Regions from separate parts of the Sus scrofa genome. Here region 2 is linked to region 1. The links are chromatin contacts, called in public HiChIP or PLAC-seq maps. All regions are on one chromosome and are shown on one strand. Each heading gives the region's core, a stretch centred on a gene start, on an enhancer-like site or on the middle of the called end of the contact. The rest is flanking DNA. Distances are from core to core; before and after follow the strand shown.

The links. HiChIP or PLAC-seq counts read pairs in DNA pulled down with a chosen protein or histone mark.
Region 2: a contact with region 1 is called in an H3K27ac HiChIP or PLAC-seq map of alveolar macrophages. The contact joins two enhancer-like sites. A contact is called at or near these places in 2 of 47 Hi-C or Micro-C datasets (embryonic fibroblasts and fibroblasts) and 1 of 2 datasets of contacts at active chromatin or transcription factors (alveolar macrophages).

Annotation. Positions count from the first base shown.
Region 1 is chr15:77,353,824-77,357,183 of Sscrofa11.1, reverse strand. No RefSeq gene overlaps it. Among named protein-coding and RNA genes, the nearest start is that of TLK1, 26 kb to the right of the region's middle. Within about 2 kb of position 1,978, at least 1 of the 83 cell types and tissues checked has an H3K27ac peak or open chromatin away from gene starts, as enhancers often do. A contact at or near this core is called in alveolar macrophages, where this site is marked.
Region 2 is chr15:77,498,537-77,502,284 of Sscrofa11.1, reverse strand. All of the region lies in intron 5 of METTL8 (methyltransferase-like protein 8), which reads left to right. Among named protein-coding and RNA genes, the nearest start is that of METTL8, 64 kb to the left of the region's middle. Within about 2 kb of position 1,599, at least 31 of the 83 cell types and tissues checked have an H3K27ac peak or open chromatin away from gene starts, as enhancers often do. A contact at or near this core is called in alveolar macrophages, where this site is marked.

The DNA of each region.
Region 1 (3,360 bases), core at 729-3,228:
AGGGTAAATTTGCCTCTGACTTTCGTACTCTTTCTCACTCAGTACCTCCCAGTTGGATAGTCAATACTGCACTAACTTGGATCATCTTCCTCCACATAAATCCTATAGAAATCAAGAATGCAGCAACATGCTAGCAAAACAGCACATTTCATAGATTTCCTTGCTGCTTGGGGTGACCATGTAAGACAAGTTCTGGTCAATGAGACCTTATCGAAAAGTCACTGCATGGAGGATTGTGACAAATCTCCTTTTGAGTTCTAGCTGGCACATGCTTTTTGCCCTTTGTCATTTTCTCCCTACTTGGAACTCATGTGCAATGCTGGAGGTAGAGCAGCTATCTCGAGACCAAAAATAAAACACATGAAGGCAAAAGCTATGTGCTAAGATGGAGGTACAGAAAGATAGAAGGCTCCTGGCCTTCTAGCTACCTTCAAACTTGTTACATGAAAAATATTGGTCGTGTTTTCTGCTATTTTCTGTCCAATACAGCCACAAATTAAAATGCTTACTTTGATACTGATTTTAAATTAAGGATCCAGGAGAATTTCTTTGCAACCCTCTGTGGGACATGGAACATTTTAAAAACTGGTTGCCTATGCAATGAAAAATGCACATTGCTTTCACAAGTCTTTCTTACACTTCTCATTGACATTTTAAAGTCAAGAACTATTTGAAGTTTTAAAATTACACTATGAATGTTTGAGTTGATTTTTCAATTTTATTTAAATTCCCTCACTATTGTCTTGGTTGCATGGAAATTTCACTTAGGCTGTGGTATTGATTCAAGATGATTTTCATTGTTGACTTATATGTCATTTATCTTTGGTTTGTCGTTTCATATGGTGGAAATAATTGCTGGTTCCTACTAAGCATGAATGGTATAAATGAGTTTGTTGTAATTTCTTTGTATGTCCTCAGTAAAGTATTAAACATTACGTCTATGGGGGGTTTTGCTTGGGTCTTAACGTGCATATTAGGATCTTATAAAATAATATTTTAACTGTGTCCAGAATTACTGCTTCAGCTAATGGACTTTGGACTTTCCATGGCAATACATTAAAATTGATCTTATTTTTGCTATGAGCCTCCCAGGTGATATTTTTCACCTAAATCAGAAATAGGGATAAAAGAGTTTCACTTGACCTTTGCACCAGGCTTAAGTGAGCCTTATAATTCAGTGATATCTGTTTTTATATTTCATGTCATGCATATGGATGATTCCTGCTCCTCTACCCTCCCAGAACTTTGCAATTCAGTACAGAGTATATCATATAATCTCCTCTCAACATGAAGTTTCCTTTTGTTGTAGAATATCAGTGTTCTTTGATTGGTAAATGATGAAATCTCAACTTATAGTAAATTACTTATTCGTTCAACATATATTCATCGCGTGCCGCTATAGAACAGATGCAGTTCTAGGTGCTGGGGATGTGGTACAAATAAAGCCGACAAGTTTCTTACTCTCATGAAGTTGATGTTCTAGCAGAAATAGCAATAAGCAATGTTTTAAAGCTAGGAATGGGGAGTTCCTGTCCTGGTGCAGCAGAAACAAATCTGACTGGGAACCATGAGGTTGCAGGTTCGATCCCTGGACTTGCTCAGTGGGTTAAGGATCCAGCATTGCCGTGAGCTGTGGTGTAGGTCGCAGACATGGCTCGGATCCAAGCAAAAAATAAAATAAAATAAAATAAAGCTATGAATGGACTAGGGAATGGTGGCAAGTCGGCTTCCTGAAAATTATGATTAGGGACCTCCCATTGTGGTGCAGTGGAAAATGAATCAGACTAGTATCCATGAGGATGTGGGTTCCATCCCTAGCCTCGCTGAGTGGGTCGGCCATCCGGGTTGCCATGAGCTGTGGTGTAGGTCACAGACACGGCTTGGATCCTGAGTTGCTGTGGCTGTGGCTGGCAGCTGCAGCTCTGATTTGACCCCTGGCCTGGGAACTTCCTTATGCCATGGGTGTGGCCCTGAAAAAAAGAGCCGTCATTAGAGGAACCCAGAATCCAGCAGTTCAAAAGGTATCTCCCATTTGGCTGAAATGGTCTTGTGTTTCCTTCTCCTTAAATTCTCTTTTGCACTGGCACTGTTCTTGTAAAAATTGTTTTTTGTTTTTTGTTTTTTGATTTTTAAGGGCCACATCTGTGGCATATGGAAGTTCCAAGGCTAGGGGTCTAATCAGAGCTGTAGCAGCTGGCCTATACCACAGCCACAGCAATGCCAGATCCAAGTCAACGTATGCCACAGCTCATGGCAATGCCATATCCTTAACCCACTGAGCAAGGCCAGGATTGAAACCTCATCCTCATGGATATGAGTTAGTTTGTTACTGCTGAGCCACCATGGGAACCCCTAAAAATTGTTAATGCTTATATATAACTTAGTGTCATGAATAAGTTTAGGAAGGACTTGGGAAGACATTGTATACTTTTAATGGTATTGAATCACTGAATGTTCAAACTGGAAGAGAATTTAGATATAATGTAGAACCCTATATCTGGGAACTACCTGGATGAACAGGTCAAATGACTAAGACCTTGGACCCTGAAGGAATGGCATTATCACGGAGTTCATATTCCAGGCCAAGGTGATGTCTGTTTCTTAGAGTGGCACCAAACTGGGGAGGTTCTTGGAGGTGGATGCCAAAATGTGAAGGATTTTCCTAAGGATGGGTGGATTGATGGAAGAAAGTACTAAAGATGAACTTTTTTTCCCCTGCTATTTCCATTAGAATTAAACTTACCCAGACCAACCAAAAACCAAAAAGACATAGCTGAATTTAATGACTTTATTCTCTAGTCATTCATCTTTTATTAGTTATAAGAGAGAAATATTGAAGTAACTATAAAAGGTGATCACAAAGTAAGGGGCTAATTATTTAAGCTGACACAACCTCCAAATGATAGCTAGGAATCCCTGCCCCCAACTTTTTGCAGTTTCAGTTCAGAGTGACTATTTTTTTTTTTTTTGGTCTTTTTGTCTTTTATTGGGGCCACACCCATGGCACATGGACGTTCCAAGGCAAGGAGTCCAATCAGAGCTGTAGCTGCCAGCCTATGCCAGAGCCACAGAAATGCAGGATCCAAGCCACATCTGCAACCTACACCACAACTCACGGCAACACCAGATCCTTGACCCACTGAGCAGGGCCAGGGATGTAACCCACATCCTCATGGATGCTAGTTGGGTTCATTAATCACTGAGCCACAATGGGAACTCCCAGAATGTTTTCTTCAAGTCAAGGTGAAGTCAAAGATTTAAAAAAAAAAGTCATCTTCTTAATGAGGTCACTATGGGCATTTTGGACAGGATAATTTTTTCTTCCAATTTTATTGAGATATAATTGACATACAGCACTGT
Region 2 (3,748 bases), core at 350-2,849, 150 kb before region 1:
TTCAGCCGTAAAAAGAAATGGAATCCCTGTCCCATGCTGTAATTTGAGTGAACCTTGAGGACATTATGTTAAGGAAATAAGCCAGTCAAAAAAGGCAAATTCTGTGATTCCACTTACATGAGGTACCTAAAGTAGTCAGATTCATAGAAACAGAAAGCAGAATGGTGGTTAACAAAGGCTGAGGGGTGGAGGAAACACAGAGTTGTTATTTAATGGGTAGAGTTTTGGATTTGCAGGATGAAAAAGTTCCGGACATCTGTTTCTCAACAATGTAAATATACTTTAACTCTACTGGACTGTTCATTTAAAAATGGTTAAGATGGTAAATTTTATGTTATGTGGTTTTTACCACAATTTTTTTTAAAAAGCACACTGAAAAAAATTTGACCTCTGTCCTTGTCACTGCGTAGCTGGGAACCCACAGACAGTTGGCCCAACCCCTCCACTCTCTAGAGAGGATTTTCTACCTTATTTTTCTTAAATGATTTCTCCTTAAAAAACAGTGTATTGAGGTTCCAGACACACAGAAATTAACACAACTCATAAACTAGTTCTCACAAAACTCAGTGAATTTTCCCAATACCCACATGAAGAAATAGAATATTATCAGTAACCCAGAAACTTCACCATGCTTCGTTTCTATTATTTTCCCAAACCCCTAAAATTCCACAAAGAGCAACCACTATTCTGACTCCTAATGCCATAGATTAGTTTTGCCAGAACACTTGGTCCTGGTCATCATCATTTCTCTCTCTCTTTCCTTTTTTTTTCCCACCTCCCCTTTGGTTGCGCCTGCAGCATAAAGAAATTCCCAGGCCAGGTATCAAACCCACACCACAGCAGTGACAACACCGTATCCTTAACCCCCTGAGCCATCAGGGAACTTCCATCATCATTTCTCAATCACTCTTGTAGCAATATCAGTGTGCCTGTTAAAACAAGAGGCAGCAAACTATGGCTAGGGGCCAAATCCAGCCCACTGCCTGTTTTTATAAATAAAGTTTTATTGGAACACATGCTCACTTGCTAACATTGCCTGTGGCTGCTTTTGAGCTATATAGAGTTGAATAGTTGCAGCAGAGACCTTATGTAGCCCACACAGACTACTTACTATCTGGCCCTTGACAGAAAAAATTTGCCAACCCATGAAATAGAATTTTGTTTCCAGATTGATCAGCTGTCCTGAAACTCCCCAGGGAAAGATGTTCGCATTCTTCTGTGCAAGCCAAGCATAGTGAAAATCACTAATCCCACTGGTAGTTAACTGTTGTTCGGGTGACTTTCGTCTACAATTGAAGCTAAAGTCTGAAGCAAAGGTAGCTGTTGAAACAGCTAATGAGACAGCCCTCCTTAGCTGCCCTTACCCAGTGAAGTGGGCACTGTGGCCCTGTCTTATCTTCTGGCATCATCTGTTGTCCCTCAGAACTCGTTTTCCTTCTTTACCCTAAGCATGAATGTGTCCTGGAGGATGGACAGGAAAGAAGAGCACCTGATCCACAGTGGAACCATTCTATTTTTATGAGCTCCAGCCATGCACTCCCAGAGTGGGATGTGGCCAGGGAGTGTTGGGGTTGGATTTGAGAGTGCATACCAGTGGCAGTTCTGCTTACAAATCAGCCAACATTGCATTCCTTTGCAGGAACTCTGTCACACTATTTCCGAGGAAGTATAATTTTGCTTCTTTGCCAGCAGCTGCACAGACATATTTTCCACATTACTCAAGCTTCTGCTAGTGGCCACCTGGATGTGACAGAGTCAGGCCTAAAGAGAATTAAAAGATATCAGTCATCTTAATTCTTTTCCAGGAAGTTAAAAATTATCCACAGTGTATTTCCTGAGAATATGAAAAACCCAGGATTTTTTTGTCCATACTCTTTTGAATATTTCTATTTAGAACATAAATAGATGAGCAGTGCTGATAATGTTCCCTTTAAGTGCTCTTGTACATGGCTGCCTATTTTGGCCTATTTATGTTAACAATGAACTTGAGTGAAGCTAATGAGAAGGTTATTTTCAGGCCTTGGAAACCACAGTAAAGGAAAAATGACAGTTCCCACAGAACCATAATGTGACTGAAATAGAAAGGTGGTGACTGGCCTCTTTCTATAGAAGCAGGAAAAGCAGGCTGGAGAGGACTGAGGATATTGCTTTGAAGCATTTGGTTTGCTTATTAGCATGTCCAGTCCCTTTCTGATCAAGCCTTCTGGCTGCCTTGGAGACACAGAACAAAAGAGTCCATTTCAGAATGACTCAGAGGGATCAAGGCTTCTGCTGGGTCCCCTCTGCGTCCCGCCTTAACACTGCTCAGTGCAGTGGACTTCATACATGCCGTGCATGTTGGAGAACGGCTGCTCCAAGGAGAGGACCACACGACGAGGATGCTGTTTCCTCACCCTTAAGCAAAGTTGCACAGAGCAGCAACTGAGGCTGCCGTGAGGGTGGCAAAGAAAGCAAACTTGTGTCCTCAGGAACTATGTTGAGTAACAGGACATTACAGTGAGAGCACACATCTACCCACCCCCCCAGTCCAATGTCTGCCAGGGATGATCAGCCTGCTAGTCTGCAGAAGCCCTAGGTGAGACTTCTAATTTGATACTTAACATCTCTGATGAATATGGGTCAGGGTGAATAGATGCACTTAAAAGCTCTACTCCCAGACATTGTGAAAACCCAGAGGAAGCTCTGACCCGTTTCTTCTCCCAGTGCTCCTGTTAACTACCATCTCTTCTTATCCAGCAGGGTCCTAAGTCTTTGCAAGAGCCAGTTTCGTCCATCGTAGTATTCCAGTTGGAGATTAGTATACGGCATTACCACTGTTCATTGATTTTGTCTTCCTTATTTTAGTGCCGCTGGGAGGAAATACAGGTTGTTCTTCCAGGCTGGCCAGCTCTCTGGCACATTTCTTTTGGTCTCTGTGTGTGTCAGTCTCTCCTGTCACTCCCATTTCCCATTTCTCACCTATTGTCTCAGCTGTTGGTGAGAACTGAAGTCAGGAAACACCCTCACAATTCTGAAAATAAGAACCTATCCATCACAAATGAGACAGTCTTTTGCTGTACAATGGTTGACATTTCAATCTGTGATTAAAATGTATAGCATCCAAGCTCTGATTAGCAATATTTCTTTCAATTAGATGCCCAGATTAATGATTTTTAATTCCACATTTCCTTTGGGTAATTTATTTTAAATTTTATAATAGCTCAGGTTTCTTTTTAGAGCAGATTAATGCAGAGACATGAGAAAGATATATTTGGCAGTTTTTGAGTTAACATGATTATATTTTATAATTTCCTAAAAACATCTCCAGTGTGTTATATCTCAGCTGGTTACTTAGCAAATGTAATGGGTTTCTAAAACTTAATAACAGCTGCTATGTTTGCTTTAAAATACTGTTGTAAATAACCATCTACCTAGATTGAGTTACCTATGTCAAGGGAATAGTAAGAGAATCCATCCCACTATACCTTCCTTTGTGGGTACTTCACCATTTGAGGGTGTCCTGTGTGAAAAAACAAAACAGAGAGTAGCTAAGTGTTTTGTGTGCTGATAAGTTTAGGGCAGTTGATTATAGGTCAGCTTTGGTTGTTTAAAATTTCATACAGTGCTCTTAGAAATATACTTTAAATTTCATAACTTCAAGAGTTTTCTTTTATTAGACAGTGTCATGTGGAAATTTCCAACTTTGAGAGCTCAGGTATTTGTGTAACTGATGTGCAGAAATGACTTTAAATTGCCTTTTGTTACATTG